Regions from separate parts of the Zea mays genome. Here region 1 is linked to region 2. Evidence: chromatin contacts called from public Hi-C data. All regions are on one chromosome and are shown on one strand. The core of a region is the stretch at or near the end of the contact, and the rest is flanking DNA. Distances in the headings are between cores, read along the strand shown.

Region 1 (4,798 bases), core at 1,655-4,154, 150 kb before region 2:
TTTGTGGTGAGGTTCCCTGCAGTGTTTATCAGGGGGCTCTGACGATGATCAGGCTGATTGGACAAGGACACATTGGCAATAGCCTCATTGAGAATGTTGAGCTCCATGGTTGCAGAGCGGCTTAGCCGAGGCCTGGGGTGTGCCATAATACCATCATCGAGCACTTGTTTGATAGTGGCATGCAGGTAAGGGTGTGTTTGGTTTGACTTTTAGCTTTTGGCTTTTGCCCCCTAAAAGCCAAAAGCCAACCAAAGGGCTGGATTCAGGAAGCAGCTTTTTATAAAAGCCGACTTTCTCACAGTGTAAATCTGAAAGCACCCCTGAACCTGCTTTTAGTGGCTTTTCGGATGGAACTGTGAAAACATATATCGAAGAACTTTTAACGACTTTTAGTGGTTTCCACCAAACGGTTTTTAGCTTTTTAACGGCTCACAGCCTACAGCAGCTTTTTCCACAGCTCACAGCCCACAGCAACTTTTTTCACAGCCACAGCCCAACCAAACAGACCCTAAGTCGCATGGCTGCTGATGGCCGGCATGCGGTCCGAGAGATGGCCGAAGCAAAGCTAGTCATCAAGCCAGAAGGTAGTGTCACGACCATTACCAAGACAAACAATTGTGATTGCATAGTATAAAGGAAACAAGTTCTTAAGCTATCCCCAGTGATTACCAGTTGGCTTGACAACGACATTAGATTGGAACCAGACGACAAGGGGGAGTCCAGGGGTTGGTGTAACTCGTGAACGAGCCGGAGGAGTAAGTAGGTGTTTTGTATTTTGAGATCACATACGCCCAAACCACCATGACTTTTCTCACTATAGACTTTATTCCAAGACACAAGGCAATGCAATATGGTGACCTTATCCCCCCAGACTAGAGGAAGGAATGTCGACGCTTGTCCACAACATCGACCACCCCATGGGGGAATCAGGGAGGCGCACATGGCAAAGATGAGTTGATTGTTGAGGACTGAATTCACTAGATCACAGCGCCCAACATTATTAAGTAGCAATGCCTTCCATCCAGATAGGAACATGTTTGTTTTTGTGAGCAGGGGGCAAGGGCATGGATGTTAAGCTTTTTTGCAGAAAGAGAAGGCCAAGGTACGACAATGGAAAACTGCTGAGCTTGCAGTGAAGAATCGAGGTAAAGGTTTCAATAGTGGTGGGTGCCACATGGATCGGGACAATGGTACTTTTGTGGTAGTTTATGTGTATACCTATCGAGTTAGAGAAGGCATCAAGCGCAGAGCGTAGCTGGGCGACCCCAGCAGTGGAGGCTTTGGCGATGATCAATGTGTCATCAACATACTGAACCACGGGGGCAAGAGCACCATCAGCAAGGGGTGCAGCACGGTTGGGTAGCTTTTGATGATCAAGTGAAGGAGGTTGGCCACAATCAAGAAGTGGTATGGGAAGAGGGGATCTCCTTGTCTGAGATCGGTCTTGCACTGGATCCAGGGGCCCGGACAACCATGCGGCAGCACTGCCGACCGGGAGGAAGTGAGGAGGGAGTTAACCCAGGCGCACCATTTGGCAGGGAAACCTCGAGCATCCATTATGCGCAGAAGAGTAGGCCAACTAACTGTGTCAAATGCCTTAGCGAAGTCCAACTGAACAATAAGAGCAGGCGTAATCCTTTTGTGGCAAGTTTGGATCAACTCGGCTGCATAGGCAAAGTTTTCATATATTAATCTTCCACGAATGAACCCCGACTTATTTTGGTCAATTATGTTGGCAATTTTCTTTTGAAGCCTAGGCGTCAGCATTTTGGACATGATCTTGATGCCAGCGTGGAATTTCGAGGCGAGGTGGAGCACATAAGATGATGTGTGGCCAGGTAGCAGTGTAGAAGGCTAAGTCATTAATGATTGTGTTGATATCAATCTTATCTAATTTTTTTTCTCGATACATAAGGTGGCCAAACCATTCAATCATTTTTTTGAGAGACGGTAGACCTCAAAATAGTTCTTCAATTATTTTTAACATCGAAAAACTCCTTTCGGTTGATGCCACCATGACAAGTATATTAAATAAGATTCGATAAGCTATAAAAACATGATTGGAATCCATCTTATTGATGTACTCAAATTTATCCATAAAAGATATGGGTGGTTCTAGCAAGTTTAGCTTCAAAACTCTTAACTCAAACATTAGATTATTTAGTTAAACATTAGCTATCCTGTTAGCTATATAATAAAATGCAGGAGGTGGGCCCCCCTAGGATTTGGGGGCCTAGGGTGGCCGCCAGGGGGAGCCCTATGCCTAGAATCGGCCCTAAGCATGCAGGTAGATCGAAAAATAATTCATCTCATGAAAATAGATGCGTTAAATGCATGAGTGACATCTGGATTTATTGAAGGATGTCACCTAGGTTCACGAGCTTTAAAATTGCATTTCTATGTTCTTAAATTTATTAAGTGGACCACACTACAGTCCAGTAATAAACTTGTGACACACTATTTTTATAAATTTAGGGATGCGAAAACCTAGAAATGCATTTTTAAAGTTTGTAGACCTAAGTGACATGCTTTGACAAGTTTAGGAGCCGCCGATGCATTTAACTCAAATTAGATTACATATAAACTAATTATGAGCTGGTAAGGACTAATAGACTCTAACCATCAATTAACCACCATAGTTTTTATTATATTAAGCTTTGTAATTAGCGTTTCAAAATACAGGTTTTTTGTTAGCCTCATATATGAAACATGCCCTCATTTAAGTCTTGTATTTTTGTGGTGGCTGGTCCTAGGTGTTCTGAGACGCGACCTCTGATCAAATGGGCGCGCAACAGGTCACCGCAGAGGACGTCTGGCATTTGGGCTGGTGGTACAAAAAAAAATCTATCAAAGCCTGAGAGGCCGTAGCACAACCACCTTCCCTGCCCTGCCCTCAGTGCCCTGTCAAGGATATTTTAGGCAATGCGTTGCCCAATTCCACAGGCCACGTCACACGTGGTGCGGCTCTAACCGTATCGTCCCTGCCCGGTGGGGCCGCGGTCGCGTAGCAGACACCGACGGGCCGTCACGGGCCCTGCTCGCCGCAGACGATCCAGGGGCCAGGCGGCGCGCGGGTGATCTCGCCACGGCGCGTTTTGTGTGGCCCGCCCGTGACGGGAGGCGGAAGAGGGAAGAGGCGACGCGACGCGGCTCTATAAAACCGCGCCTCCAACCAGTACTCCCCCGGCACCCTAGAGAGATTCTGTTTTCGCACCAGCGCCGGCACAGGCAACGCAGCACCGCACCGAGCCGAGCCACTTAGCGAGCGAGGGAACAGCCTCCACGGCGAGGAGAGAATGGGGAGAGGAGGGATCGGAGGCGCGGCGGCCATGGCCATGGCCATGGAGACCGCCGATCCTGCCCGTGCATTCGTGAAGGACGTCAAGCGAATCATTATCAAGGTGATTGGCCTACCTGTCTCGTTGTTCTTCGTTCTTCTTTTTATCGTCTCGTCTTGCGAGAATGCAGAGACGTTTTTAAGTCTTGTTGCTCTTCGTGCGGCCCATGTTTTCTGTGAGGTCTTTGCGATGTCGGTACGGATTTGCGAGGGTAGAGAATTCGATTTCGATCCGATTTCGCATTTTTCTTTTCGCGGCGTGCTTGCGACTGTATTTTTTTTTTAAAAAAAAAGAAGTCGATGCTGGATATCTTTCCGTCCTAAACGCGGAAAGTTGTTCGTTTGGGATCTGCGACCTGAAAGTATTTCCGTTGGGAATGGAGAACGTTTTTGTCTTTCTCAGGCGCTATTGTTTCAGTATAGTATTTCGCGTGTTCCCTATGTTTGGTGTTTGGTGGTGCCGGTCAACATCTGATCGTTCAAACTCGGGATGGGGAAAACAACAGCCCCAGATGTTTCTGTTTTTTTTTTGACTCACAAGACACTCGTTGGGATAGGACGTGTATTCAGTTTTAGTTTTTAGGATTCTTCACTAAACAAAGATGAAGGGATAAAAAATGCTAAGCTGCAGGTTTTGCTTACAACAAAAAATATAGTTACCAGATTTTGTCGTTATGTTTGCTGGTTTCACATTTATTATGCTGTCTTACAGGTGGGCACGGCTGTTGTCACTGGCATGAATGGCCGATTGGCCATGGGGAGGCTCGGTTCTCTCTGTGAACAGGTACAATACGTATAATAGAGGAAATTTCAAAAGAAAAATGTAAACAGAAACATCTTTGTGACAACATAAAAATGTGGCCCACATGTCAGGCTCATAGCGTGCCTCATTGTTGCATGAGGCTATCACGTGGGGCCTCATTGCCTTGTTGTTACAAGGGCTAGCTTCAGATTTTTCAAACTATGTATATCAAAGTAGCTGTAGTCTTTTTTTTTTGTACAAATGCCAAAACAGTTAGTTTTTAAAATTATCTTCATGGTATGCTTTCACCCATGGTTTTTTTTGGGTTTCAGTATATGTCATTAAGTAGCCAACTTGCTTTCATATGCAGGTGAAGCAACTGAATTTTCAAGGGTATGAGGTGATTCTGGTAACCTCAGGAGCTGTTGGTGTTGGGAGGCAGAGGCTCCAATACCGTAAACTTATCCATAGCAGGTACACAAAGTTTGGCTTACATTCTCATGACGGCTTGTAAGTGTTTTCTGTCTCAAACTGTATCTTGCTGACCATTCTCCTTACTTGCAGCTTCGCAGATCTGCAAAATCCTCAGATGAACTTTGATGGAAAGGCATGTGCTGCTGTTGGTCAAAGTGTCCTGATGGCGATCTATGACACATTATTTAGCCAAGTGAGTCATGCACCACCAATTTGTATCCTAGTGGTAAAAAGAGTTTGGCGTT
Region 2 (4,220 bases), core at 869-3,368:
AAGGAGATTCTATTGACAGTTCTTCTGGAACAGAAGAACAGAAAGAGAAAATAGTATTGTCGGTGTCATAGTGAACCCGCTTTCGTTCAGTGGTGGTGCCATTATCTAGAAGCATCATCTCAGATGTGCAAGCAATGAAGCTGTAGGACAGTACGAATTAGGTCGCATAAGGGTCCTTGTCCATTGTACGCCAGTAATATGAAGGGTTTGGTGTCTAATTATTAGTCAAATGTCTGTACAGTTGGATCGTCACTCCAAAGCAAAAAAAAAGTGCTGGAGAAGCGGCGGTGGCTTCACATTGTACATTTTTTTTATCGGATGGGATTTGACTGAAGTTTGGAGACTGTTCTTGTCAATTACATTATACAGGTATCGACTTCAGGGGAAAAAACTTCTATTTCCTAAGTTCAGGCATTATTACAGCCACAATATTCTAGGTATCGATATGACATGACACGGCATATTGCCGGTCAGAGTTTGGGCCGAAAAATTCGAAAACCATAAAAAACCGGACAGTTTACTGCTTTTGATTATTAGGAGGATTTGGGTAAAAACATTCTATCGGTAGTACCTTGTCTAATGTCGTGCCCATAACTCAGAAATCCTTTAGGGCTTGTTTGGGTAATCTTGTATTGGAGTGGATTGAGGTGGTATAAAGTGTATTGAAGTGTAATATGAACTAATTTCCCTTTCAATCCCTAAAATACACTTCAATCCCTCTTTATCCAAACAAGGCCTTAGGACGGGAAATCAGCTATCGGTAGTACCTTATCAGTTTGCAGATCTGTAGGCAGCAAAGAGGATAATTTAGACCACACGCAGAACCATTCTATCCCTTGTTAAAAAGAAATGGTATAGTGATGCTGTCCAGTGACTTTCTCATGTAGTGATACAAGCTGGCAGTTTATCTGGCAGCCTTTTTCACGAAAACAACAGTGTCCAGGTACATCTAGAAAAATAAAACAAATCATGGAGTGAAAACAGCTGAAACGTAAGGTGCAATATATCGGATTTAGTTGTTTCGGTTTGCGTATAGGTTAGCTGCAGATTCATCTTTCTGGAAATGAAAGGCCAGAGCCACTACTTCGACTTGACGACGGTCACGGGGCATGACGCATTGGACAGCACGTAGTTCGTCACACTTCCCAGCAGAATCCTGCAGGTTGATGGAATGGAGCAGATAAAATACGCACGCACGGTCAGAAAATTGCTGCATGCAGGGCGCGTACCTTTGGATCTGGCCGAGGCCGCGGCTGCCCATGACGAGCGACTCGATCTGGAGCTCCTCCACCGCGTCGCACACCTTCTCCCTCGGGTCACCCCAGTACATCTTGACCACCACGCGCATCTGCTCGTCGAGCATGGTGCGTACGTGCATGCGTTATATACGAGCTCGAACGCTATCAGTAATATCATCGCCGTCTATAGTCTAATAGATAGACGCGGACGCGGCGAAGGAAAAAGAGAGCGGCGGCGGCGCGCACCTCTTTCTGCCGGGCCGCGGCGTTGAGCATGTCGAACACCTCCGCGTCATACGGCACGTCGTAGCGCTGCCTCACGGGCGGCTCCATGAGCTCCTCCAGCGGGACCAGCGCTGCCCGTCGATTCATCAGATTCAAAAAAACCCAGCGGAGCGGCTGAGAAGCTATTAACATAACAGTACACAAGGCAAGGCAGTCGAGCAAGCTTTTACGCGATCCGGTGCGGGACCAGAGGACGTTCTTGCCCTCCTCACGGCCGTGGTGCCGGACGTGGAGGAGCACGAGGGTGTCGCCCCTGCGGACCAGGTTGTCGATCGCCCAACGCAGCGCCTTCTTGCTGCTCGGCGAGAAGTCCATCGCCACGCCGATCTTCCGCTCCGCCATGCTGCTGCCCTGCCGCTCCGCAGTAATATAATCGCGGTGTCCGCTTTCTTTCGCTCCGGCTAGCTATTGCTTTGGCATCGATCTCCCGTGACAAGCCTGTGGTTTCGTGGGGTGCGTGCGTGCGCCCGGCCGCTGCTCGACACTTGCCCTTTCATGAGAGAGAAGACGAGAGACGCGCGGCGCGGTGCGCGGGCTGCCTGTCACGACTCACGAGAGGCGCGCGGGCGAACGCGACGTGGCCTACTGGCGGACTGGCTTGCCCTGCAGCGCCGCGCCGCGCACGACGATGGGTGCTTGGGTTGGGGCGTTGGGAGAACAAAACGAACATGGTGCTGCAAAGTTTAACAACCTTTTGTAAGTTATATTCTTTTGCTTAAATAAAAGATTACATTCAAAATAATTTACGGGTCCTACAATCAACCAAACACGTAAAGACTAATTTTCTAATATGAGTAATATACCAAACTAAGCAACAAACTTAGTATCCAAAATCAGACAAGTAAATGATAGTTTCCTAATATGAGTAGCATACCAAACTAAGGCCATATTTGGTTTCTTTAGTCTAGGGACTAAAGTTTAGTTAGGGGACTAAAGTTTAGTCTCTAACATGTTTGGTTCTAGAGGCTAAAAATAGTAAGAATATACTAAATGACTCATAAGAAGACTAAAATGACCTTTAACATTATCCTGCTATTAGTACAATTGAACTAAACGAGGGATAAATGTGGAATTAATATGGTTTAGTCCCTTTTAGCACCTATGTGAAGGACTAAAGACTAAATCATTTTAGTCCATATTTTAGTCCTAGTGTTTGGCAAAAAAAAAAGACTAAATGGGACTAAAAACTAGAGACTAATCTTTAGTCCCTCTAACCAAACGCCCCCTAAGCAACAAGTTGAACTTTGCATCCAGAGTTCATTTTCAGCCCTCCTCCTGAGTCATGTGGTACGACCGTACGAGCTATCAGCATTTCAATCAAACTAGTTTTGGAGTGAGTTTTATGAAATCTTGTCTTGCCAAGTGATTTCGTCAAAATATGAGCTAACTAATCGTCGCTCCAGTACTAATTGTCAAGAACCTTAGGACCTCGTCGTAGCAAACATTAGGCCAAAAGAACACACACAAGCTCACAAAAGATAGAAGAACATGGTCTTCCTTTGATGCTGCAAAGATTGATGGCTTTTTCTATAGAGTCTATTCCCTTGCTTAGTCAGAATATTACAAATAAAGTAAATCGTGGTTCTATATCAAACATGTAAATGCTGATTTTCTGATACGAGTAATACCAACTAACATAACATCTAAGATCAAAGACATAAAGGGTACTTTCTTAATATGAGTAGCATATCAAACTAAGCAACAAACTAAAATTAGCACCTAAGATTTATTTTCAACGCCCAAGGTATAAATCATGTATGTGTCTTTAGTTACCTTACCGTCTTTTTAGACAAGAATGCAGTATTAGCCCAGTAAATCTAATAGACCGGTCTGGGGCTTGATAAGATCATGTATTCGTTCACTACTGGCTGGTATCGATCGGCGATATCGACAGCTCCGTTGAATGATCTGGTCGATATCGACCAGTTGGTAACACATGGCATTTTTTGGTTATACAGTTTGATTGGTATTAGTTGTCTTTAACGATGCGATGTGTTCTGGTTGATCCATGTGTACGCCACATCGGCTAGCCGTTCCAAACCTAACAAAAATTCCTATAATCTAGGCTACAAATAGAGGAATTCCTTGTGTCGGAGAGTAGTCTCTGGCGGTCGAGACGGGTGGTAGAAAGCACCCGCATAATCCTATGAACAAGGGTGTTGTCTAGGATTTACCTATGGAGATGTAAGAATACAAGGGTTTAGAGTGGTTCGGGCCATCAGAGCGTAATATCCTACTCCATTGTATTGCTAAGAGTATAGATGAACTTGTCCCCTTGTATCGCGCGTGCCCTCCCTTTTATAAGGGGGCACGTATAAGAGAGTTGAGCCTCAATAAGTGGGCCCATACAATCTTGTCATAAATATATACTATATGGAGCAGTAAGTGCAACAGCAGACAAAGATCTCTTCTTCGGTCGTCGTGCGAATAACCTGACCAGGCGTGTCATGCGTCCCAATTGTCTCCTTGAGCCTAGTATGATAACGTATGTCGGGGCCATGCACGCTAACGTGCACGAGAGTTAATGCGATGGAGGGTGAATGTGTTGCCCAGGCCAGCAGCTGCCCATGATGGTGTCGTTCTCGCGCACGATGCCAAGACACAACCGCTTGGCATGGTGTCAGGTGGCGCGTTGTGCAGACCATGTGAGCTTATTGTCGTGCAACCGTCTGCCTCGATAACATGGGGAGCAGTCAC

The links. A called contact is a pair of places that touch in the nucleus more often than the background predicts.
Region 1: a contact with region 2 is called in a Hi-C map of bundle sheath, with 1.9 times the contacts expected there. The contact joins the promoter of LOC100280719 here to the promoter of LOC103636498 in region 2. A contact is called at or near these places in 10 of 25 Hi-C or Micro-C datasets (bundle sheath, ear, endosperm and 3 more).

What each region holds. Positions count from the first base shown.
Region 1 is chr8:174,705,496-174,710,293 of Zm-B73-REFERENCE-NAM-5.0, reverse strand. It overlaps LOC100280719, which reads left to right and starts at 2,904. Exons shown (of 21, transcript NM_001153639.1): 1 at 2,904-3,401; 2 at 4,050-4,121; 3 at 4,450-4,553; 4 at 4,644-4,746. The coding sequence starts at 3,297.
Region 2 is chr8:174,551,403-174,555,622 of Zm-B73-REFERENCE-NAM-5.0, reverse strand. LOC103636498 (universal stress protein PHOS32) reads right to left here and starts at 2,118. Exons shown (of 4, transcript XM_008658841.4): 1 at 1,694-2,118; 2 at 1,485-1,594; 3 at 1,230-1,348; 4 at 837-1,156. The coding sequence starts at 1,865. The coding sequence ends at 1,081. LOC103636499 reads left to right here. Exons shown (of 6, transcript XM_008658842.4): 6 at 1-344.